Linked DNA regions of Mus musculus: region 2 is linked to region 1. A link is a contact called in public HiChIP or PLAC-seq data. All regions are on one chromosome and are shown on one strand. Each heading gives the region's core, a stretch centred on a gene start, on an enhancer-like site or on the middle of the called end of the contact. The rest is flanking DNA. Distances are from core to core; before and after follow the strand shown.

Region 1 (4,642 bases), core at 1,930-4,429:
TGATCTCTTCCAGTGATGAGCAGCCATCTGAAAGCACGAGCCAAAAAGCCCTTTGCTCCCCAGGTTGCTTCTGGCCAGGGCGTGTCACCACAGCAATGGTCACCCTAAGACAACACCCATCCATCTGTTCACTTTTGCCGGGCTGGGATCAGAGCCCAGGGCCTTTGGTGGTACACACCTGGAGTCCCAGTACTCCAGAGGTTGAGGCAGGAAGATTAAAAGTTCAAGGTCAGCCAAGGCTGCAAACACCTTCCACTGGATTTTAAAGAGATTGCTGCCAGGCATGGTGGCACACTCCAGTAGTCAGGAATCAGAAGCAGGAGGACAAGTTCACCATTCTGATCTACATAGCAAGTTCTAGCCTAGCCAGGCCTAAATAGTAGGACCATACCTACCTGTATCTACATCTACATCTCTGCCTATATCTATTATAACTATATCTATATCTATTATAGCTATAGCTATATTACAACTATATCATCTCTATTTATATATTTATATTATATCTATCTATCTCGTCTTTATCACATATATCTATCAATATCGGTTATTCAGAGAGAGAGGGACAGAGACAGAGAGACAGAGATTGCCGCCAGGCTCACTGAAAGCACCTATAATACCATCTACTCAGGAAGACTGAAGCAGGAGATTCTTTGTTTGAGAACAGTCTGGGAAATTTAGCAACAATGTCTCTTAACAACAACAACAAAAACTAACTAAAAACCACTAGGCTTGAGGCTGCTCCCACCAGCCAGCACCTGCACAGGACCTTCTCCTCGGTCCAGTGGTCTCTCCTTACCCATCACCCATCTTCTACTCCCCTTCCTTTCTCCTCCCTCCTCGCTGCCCCTCCCTACGGGATCCCTTCTTTTGTCCCTCCAGCGCAGGGGTGTTTTGCAGGCCTAAGCCCCCCTCCTAAACTCTCAAATGCTTGATAGAACAAAAGGCTAACATGGAAGGCAAGCCAGGACTGCTAATGCTGTTTGGTTTCGTTGTCTTTGGTCTCCCACACAGCAGGTCTCTAAGTAAGTGGAGTGCACCTGTCTGCAAGTGTATTTACATGCACACTTCTCCCCCCCCCCGCCCCCACCACCATGAAAAGCAGGGCCTGAGTTGAGGCTAACTCTCTTGTCCCCTCCCCTGCTTCCCTTCCTCACCCCCACCCTTCCCCTGATCTCCTTCCCTGTCCCCTCCCCTCCTCTCCCCTCCTCTGCTTCCCTTCCCACTCCCCTCCCTAAGATCATGATCCCAGTCCTGGTCCCATGGCCCTGGGAATTCCTGTCTAGCGCCCTCCTCCTCTGAAGTGTCTTACTTCCTGTCCTAAACTGTTGCTCTGAGTCCCCACGCATCCCCGTGCTTTTGCCTCGGAGGGCCTCGTTTCCTGACTAAGTAGCAAGCCAGCCAGTACAAAGGCTGAATAAACAGTCAGTAGAAATTAACTTGAATGTTCAGGGAGAAGAACAAAGACTTCCGACGTGAGCCAGGGAAGGAATCGTAATTGCCAGAGAGAGAGGGGCGGCCCTGAGCTCAGGCTGCTGGAGACTTGGGAGCGCGGATGTTGACAGTGGCGGAGACAGGCAGGCGCGCGATGCTGACTTGATAAGTGGAAGAGTGAGAATTCTAATTCAAGGAAGATGCAGATAGAGAGGAGCACGAGAACAGAGAGGAGGGGCCGCTGAGGGGTCCAGAGGCAAAAGGCAAGGTCCCCCTGCTCCCGGCGGGGTATCCTTGCCTGGGCTCCCAGCCCAGAGTAGACGTTCTCATGGGGACACCAACAGTAACCAAGTACGCATTCATGGAGACTCCAGGATAGGAGAAAGGCAGAGGCAACTGGCATTGTGTCTCCAGGGTGGAAGAAATGACGAGTCCTATGAACCCAGAGAAACAGAGAGGGCCCCACCCTAGACCATGGAAGCAGACCCATTTAAGAGACTTCTACAGAGAAGCAGCTGGCACGACCTGTCCTTACCCCACCCGGTGTAGCAGCTTACAGAGGGGTGTGAATGCTCAGAGCCATGCCCTGGAGGAAGGCGTTGCAGGGTAGCATCCTGAGGAAGAGTGCACCCTGGAGAAGGGTCCTAGGAGACAGCCTGCGATGAGAACACAGGCCTCTGTGCCTTGACGGGAAGGAAAGGGAGAAGAGGAGGCTAGATAGATGCCAGGAGACTTCCGAGGGAGGGGAGATTGGTTGGTGGTTCCAGAAATGGGATAAAGGAGAGCTTCCTGGAACATCTCCCCTGGCAGAAAGGAGGCAGCCAGCTCCCAGGACCCGTGGTTGGGGCTATCGGAGGAGTGTGAACACTCTGAACGGCAGCGTTTGCTGGAGAGAGACCATGACAGACCACCCAACCTCCAGAGACCACGAGGAGGGACAACCGGGTCCCTGCTGCCACTGGTGGCCCGCCAGAGTGGACACAGTACATGTTTGTGGCTGGAAAGCCAAGTGACGGTACAGAAGCCTGGGAAGGGTCCAAGCAGGACACCAGGCTTCCATCCTTGGGTAACTTGTGCCCCTCAATGCTAGGTAAAAGCCCCCCAGGAAGAACCAGACCTTCGAAAACCTCTGATTCTTTTAGTTGTTTGGCAAAAGACATCTCCATGCTCTGTGGCCTCTTAATTTCGTAGATGGTGAAAGGCAGAGAATTAAAGAATCAATGGGCAATTAAGGAGGTACTGGCAGGTACTGGCCAAGAGCATATTATTTATTTATTCAGCCAGCCACACTCATTTTTAAAGAGCTAACTTCCATTTTGTTTCTGACACCAAAAATAAATCAAACTAAAAACTGTATACATCATAACTGAAAAAAAAATACATATTTGCATGGTATGTCGCCCCTGTGAAGCCTCAGCTGCGACCTGCAAAAGGAATTTTTGTGTAAAAAAAAAAAAAGAGAGAGAGAGATGAATTCATTCTGCACTGGCCTTCCCTGAGGGTACAGATAGGATCGAAAAGACAAAAATAAGGTTTTAATTCACTAGTGATTTTCCCACCCCGTCTCAAGCTTCTTTTTGATTCTTAGCATCCATTTTCCTGGGTCGTCTTGGGAGGGTTGCAAGATTTCAATCCATTAACACAGTAGTAGGTTGGTGAAATTTCAGAACAGGCTGAGATGAACAGCCACAATGAGGACACAGCTGCCCTGGGGCTCCCGGCAGAGAACTCAGCCTATGATTCAGCTCCTAGCCCATGATCTGGCGCCCTAAGGGAGGGGATCTCTTTGAAGAGCCCTCTTTTCTCTCCTCTACTTCCCCGACTTGGGAGAAATCCAGTCTTGCCCCCTAGTCCATATCAGCTCTCTGATTTTGGAGCAGCTCCTTGGCACTAAATATACCTGCACCATTGACTGTCTTCCACCCTCCCTCCCCTCCTCACCCCGCCCCGCCCCCCACGCACCTCCTCATTCCCTCCCCAGCAAGCGCTTTTGGCGTACTACAGGTATCTTCCCAAGCTACCCCAAGGTTGATTCTAGGACAGTGGCTCTCAAACTTAAGTCTGCATCTAAACTACGTGGACAAAGTGCTACACGGTTCTCGGTCAGTAAGTCTCGGGTATGAGCTGGGGATTTGCATTCCTGTTAAGTTTAATACTGAGACAAGTGCTTGGAGAACCTGTTTTCTGGGATGAGGCAAAGGGAGGGGATACCCGTAGTAGCTTGTGCTGTGGTGCCATCTAGTGGACATAGACCACAATAGCAGCAGTCTGCCCTGTGGAGTGCACAAGACTTCATTCCACTCCTTTAAACACTTCAAAAACCATTCTCTTTTACGACTCTACTTCTTAAGGTGGGCCTTTTACTGTTTAAATGCTCTCTTTCCACCCTCTGAATAAGACCATTACAAACTATGCCCTGCCGAATATGGATGAAATGAAACAGGAAACTGGGTGTTTTGAAACGAAACTGCACACCCTGATTTTGATAACTGTCCCCCAGATACATCTGACCTAAGGCACAACACTGCACACATGGCAGACAGCAGGCCATCACCCAGATCACACAATAATTAGCTCTAACCCCAAACCAGGACCCAAGGATTCCATGTTGTCTCAACCCAGGGGGAAGCACACCACTTTAGAAGTAACTGGACAACCCTGAGGACGTGGCTGTTGGGGAGAACTTATCAGAGCACACTCGGAACCCTAGGTTCTCTCTCCAGCATGACCTGAACTGGATATAGTGGTCACACCTGTAATCCCAGCCTGGCAGTTGGGAGATCGAAATGGGAAGGTTGAAAGCTCAAAGTCAACCAGGGGGTGCTGACGGACAACTTTAATTCCAGCACCAGGGGAGCAGAGGCAGGTGGACCTCTGTGAGTTTGAGGCTAGCCTGGTCTACAGAGCAAGTTCCAGGATACACAGAAAAACCTTGTCTCAAAAAAAAAAAAAAAAAAAAAAAAAAAAAAAGAGGGATGATGGAGAAGGAAGAGAAGGAAGGGAAGAAGAAAGCTGTTTACGGTTATTCTTCTATTTTAAAACTCAGAGAAAAAGGAAAAGACAGGGTCACAAGTTCAAGGCCTGCCTCAGCTACCTGGACTATGGCTTGAGTTTAAGGCCAGCTTGGAAAACTGTCTCAAAATAAAAATGTAAAAAGGGCTGGCGATGTAGCCTAGCGATAGAACACGCGTGAAGGCCTGTATTTGCC
Region 2 (4,453 bases), core at 786-3,285, 230 kb before region 1:
GGGCACACTGCTGACATGCTGGAACAGAAAAGACACTAGAAATCCAGCTTTGGTGTCTCACTGCACTTGTGACTCCAGCTGGGACTCCCTCTCTCCTCCACTCGACAAGATGGCCCACAGAGTCCCATCTGCCACCCAACCCTCCTGAGTCCAAGAGTGGGTTGCCTGAGTCAGAAAGAGGCGTCCAGATTCAGGAAGCTCAGGCTTTTAACTGGAAGCTGCCGATGGGCACGTAAGCCACATGGCCAATGGCTGGCCCCAAACTAGAGCACGCATCGTGCTTTCTGCATGGTTTCAAGTGGACACTGTCCTAATGGCCATGCCTTGCCAGCTGCTTCTTCCTGCTGCATGGGGACACTACTCACCTAAAACTGTGTGGTTTACTGGGTTTCTCTTCTCCAGCAACTAAAGATGAGGGGATGTCACATGTGAGAACATTCTAGAAAAGATCCTGCCAGCATCTGCATGCAGGGCTCTCTTGATAAGCTAGTTGGCTGCGACCTCTTCTTGCTCCTGCATTCATCTCCTGTCTCTCCCATCCCTATGCTCTTCCTGATACACCAAGCTCTCCTCGAGAGTCAAACTCTATCAATGCTCTGCAATAGTTAATCTTGACTGTGAATTAGACTGAGAAAGCTTTAAAAAAAAAATCAGTAAAGCACGCCACTGAGTGTGTCTTTGAGATCATTTCTAGTGCCAGCCACAGGTATTAAGCAGCAACTAAGGGGGAAAAAACTGCCTTGGATGCAGGCAGCACCATGCCAAAGGCCAGGGGCCCAATGAAAAGGCAGGAAAAGGAAAAAGGTAATCCAGGCACACGCGTTTATTCTCATGCTCATTCACTCTCTACAGTGTTTGTGGGTCGCCATGCTATAAGCTGGTCTTTCCACTTAACTCAACAGAAACCTCAAGCCAATAGGAAATTCCTGCCCCCTCAAGCTGCATTCAGTCATAACTATGAGCAGAGCTGACTAATATGGGCCCTCTTCGGATTTCAATCTCTTCCTATACTTACTAATGGTCAAATTCTACTAACCTAACTCCCCTAATGTATTCACTCGACAGACCCATTAAGTGCTGGGCACGGGTGCGTACATGCTAAGAGAATGTGGAATCCAATCCACTATAAAATGGAGATATAATAATTAGCTTAGCACACAAGCTCCCATGAGGCCCGAGTTAAATACCATATGCCAAAGAGTCTAGCAGGGCACGCTGAAGATGACAGCTAGACGGTCACTGTAACTGAGCCGAGAGTCACTTAGAAAATCCATCCTTTATACTTAAAAATAAATGTACAGCAGAAAAACACGCTATACAAATAGCTTCTTTTTTTTTAATTTATTTATTTTATTTATATGAGAACACTGTCGCTTTAGTCAGGCACACCAGAAGAGGGCATTGGATCCCTTGTCAGATGGTTGTGAGCCACCATGTGGTTGCTGGGAATTGAACTCAGGTCCTCTAGGAAGAGCAGTCAGTGCTCTTAACCACTGAGCCATCTCTCCAGCCCACAAATAGCTTCTTTTAAAGAGTCAATTCCTACCATCCCATGCTAAACCTCAGTAACTGCAAAAGCACTTTTTAGCATCTCCATGGAATAGCTGATAATCCTATGGTTTACCTTTGGGTTCCTCTCTTCCCCCTTGCTCTTTCCTTTCCTTTCCTTTCCTTTCCTTTCCTTTCCTTTCCTTTCCTTTCCTTTCCTTTCCTTTCCTTTCCTCTTCTTCCTGTAAACTCCAACCAAGTAATTAGGTATTAACCGAGTAATTAGGTATCAGTAAAGAAATGTTAAGATAACCTCAAACATATCCCACTGGAAGCCTCAAAGCACCTCTCCTGGGACTTTCCATGGAAGAAACCCTGTGGCCTCCTCACTGCTTAGTGAAAGGCGACACAGAGCTGAGGCCCTACCTAGATTCCAAACATTCTTGGAAACCCAGAGGAGAAGAAAAATCGACCACCCTGTCTTCATCCAAACTACTGGAGAGCTCAGCAACTGGTTACATGAAAAGATCTCTTCATAGCCCTTCCACCGTTGCCTGGCAGCTGTGAGCATGCCAAGACAGAGCCCGAAGCACAGAGACAGGCAGCCAGCTATAAATCTTACCCAGTCTCCCCCAAAAGCCTTTAAAACCATTCCCGTTTTGAAAGGATGAGAAAATCCAGGCCCCGGACAATGCAGCAAAACATCTGAGTTACTAAAACATCCTCTGTAGGATCCGGCCTAGATAAGCAAGGCGCTCTCTCTCTCTCTCTCTCTCTCTCTCTCTCTCTCTCTCTCTCTCTCTCTCTCTCTCTCTCTCTCTCTCTCCCTCTCTCTCTCTCTCTCTCTCTCTCTCTCTCTCTCTCTCTCTCTCTCTCTCTCTCTCTCTCTCTCTCTCTCTCTCTCTCTCCTTAGCAAACACTAAAAAAGAAACTAGTTTCATTAGAAACTTCCAGCATGAAAAGGCCAGAGGGGAAATGTGCTTTAGGAGAGGGAAGCACAGTCAGGGGACACTGGCCTGTACATGGTGACCTCTCCCATCAGTGCCTCTGCAGCGGGCGGGTGGACAATGGGGTGATCTGCTCCAGGAATCTTCACACCATTACCACCAAATGGACTGTAGACTGGCTCTGTGATTTGCATTCTGGTGAGGGACGAGGGAGACAGAGGACCTGCAATCATAGTCTGTCTCTGTCTCTGTCTCTGTCTCTGTCTCTGTCTCTCTCTCTCTCTCTCTCTCTCTCTCTTCCATTTCCATGGCTACTGAGGAGGGCAGGAAGCAGAGAGGGCTGGAATGTTGGTCTCAGGTTCCCCGAAGAATTAAACAGAAGTCTTCACATTCCACATAAGCACGGTGGGTGCAATGTCTGTGTGTAGGTTTGTATTACTCGTGTGTGCTCATGTGTAACAAAGCATGCTGGCGTATGCTTAGGGTAGGTCTAGTCTATCCTTGGGTCTGGGCTTCTAGTTCTTCAAAACTATCCAGTAGCCTGCTGCACTTTAACCTTCTTCTGACCTTGGAAAGGTGAACAGAAACGCACTGGTATGCATTCGTCTCGGCTCTATGCTCATCTGAGGAATCCTTCAAACCAGTGACTGAGCCACCTGTGTCACCTCCCTGAAGCCTTGGACATCAGCAGTCTCCACACACGGGGCCTCGAACACTGGCGACTACACAGCAAGATGATGAGGGGCTGCAGTTGGCTCCCACAGTGCACTGAGATGAAAAAGTCACTGAGAACTCAAGGCCCCAAATCTCCGGGGAGTTAATCTTAGACTTCCTTCAGTTGGGGGTTTCGTTGGAGAACTGCAGGGAACTTTTATGTTGAAGTGCTTCACAGTGTGGGGGACCCTAGGGACCTATTCAAGAGCCCTGTACCCCCCAGGATGACAAGGAATACAAGGTTTAGGGTGTCGCTCTGGGAACATGTGTGTGTGTGTGTATGTGTGTGTGTGTATGTGTGTGTGTGTGTGTGTGTGTGTGTGAGAGAGAGAGAGAGAGAGAGAGAGAGAGAGAGAGAGAGGCAGACAGACAGACAGAGAGAGAAAGAGAGAGCACGCGCTTGTGTGCACACAGGAACGCAGGATATGGTCAGGCTCTCAAAGCCCTGCTGTGAAGTTTTGCATCTAGACCCATAATTTAACTAAACACCAAAGCTCTCCACACACCCCTTGGTGCTACAAAAGCCCCAGCATGCATGCCAGTCCTGAAAATTGCTGTTTACACGTGGCCTGAGCCAGCTGCTAACTACAGCTGCACACACACCCCCCCCCCCTTCCTGCCTCTAGCTAGAGAGCTGGTGTGTGCTGGGCTGGGGTGGATTTTGGTTTTGATTTTGGTAAGTTTTTAAAACTCCTCTTTTAAAACAATGTGCTTCCATCTGAAATGATCACTCAGAGTGAGGGCCCACTTGTGGGTCTTATTCTGTAGTCCAGGCTTGAACTTGTAGCAATTCTCCTGCCTCAGAGCCTTCCCAACTGTGGGGACCACAGGCATCAGTCATCATGCATGATTACTGCAAAGGGAGATAATTCCAATAGGGTGTTATATGTGCGATGGGAGGTTAGGGGAAAGAACACTTTAAGAACACACGAAGGGGGAAGTTAGCTCTAATACTATTGGCCCAAAGATACTAGTGATCACCAAAGCTAAAAGTCCAAATATGTCTTAAACCAAGCACATGAGAAGGCAGGAAGTGGGTCCCTCAGCAGGTTCAGGCCGAGAATTCAAATCAACTCTCTTGCTATTATATGTTTGTTCTGGAAAAGAGTTCCAAGTCCCCTAGGTAGAAAATATGAACTATTTGCACCTCCAAAAGCCTAGGCTGCTCTCCCCCGTGTCCTCTCACCCTGGGGAACTCTATGATAGAGAAAGCTCAGGATGGTTTGAATGCTAGCTCGTTATGGGATCCAGTTCATCATCCCCATCACGTGTATAGAAAAATCAAGCCCCAGCAAAAAGAATCA

Evidence for each region. HiChIP or PLAC-seq counts read pairs in DNA pulled down with a chosen protein or histone mark.
Region 2: an H3K27ac HiChIP or PLAC-seq map of stem cell-derived neural progenitor cells shows a contact between it and region 1, with 5 times the contacts expected there. The contact joins two enhancer-like sites. A contact is called at or near these places in 4 of 484 Hi-C or Micro-C datasets (cortical neurons, granulocyte-monocyte progenitors, muscle stem cells and 1 more), 7 of 115 datasets of contacts at active chromatin or transcription factors (embryonic basal ganglia, embryonic hindbrain, embryonic stem cells and 1 more) and 2 of 9 other capture datasets (adipose tissue and pancreatic islet).

Annotation. Positions count from the first base shown.
Region 1 is chr11:88,819,567-88,824,208 of GRCm38.p6, forward strand. No RefSeq gene overlaps it. Among named protein-coding and RNA genes, the nearest start is that of 4930556N13Rik, 30 kb to the right of the region's middle. Within about 2 kb of position 3,180, at least 52 of the 459 cell types and tissues checked have an H3K27ac peak or open chromatin away from gene starts, as enhancers often do. A contact at or near this core is called in muscle stem cells and stem cell-derived neural progenitor cells, where this site is marked.
Region 2 is chr11:88,592,121-88,596,573 of GRCm38.p6, forward strand. The region is part of intron 5 of Msi2 (musashi RNA-binding protein 2); the gene reads right to left. Among named protein-coding and RNA genes, the nearest start is that of 0610039H22Rik, 25 kb to the right of the region's middle. Within about 2 kb of position 2,036, at least 106 of the 459 cell types and tissues checked have an H3K27ac peak or open chromatin away from gene starts, as enhancers often do. A contact at or near this core is called in muscle stem cells and stem cell-derived neural progenitor cells, where this site is marked.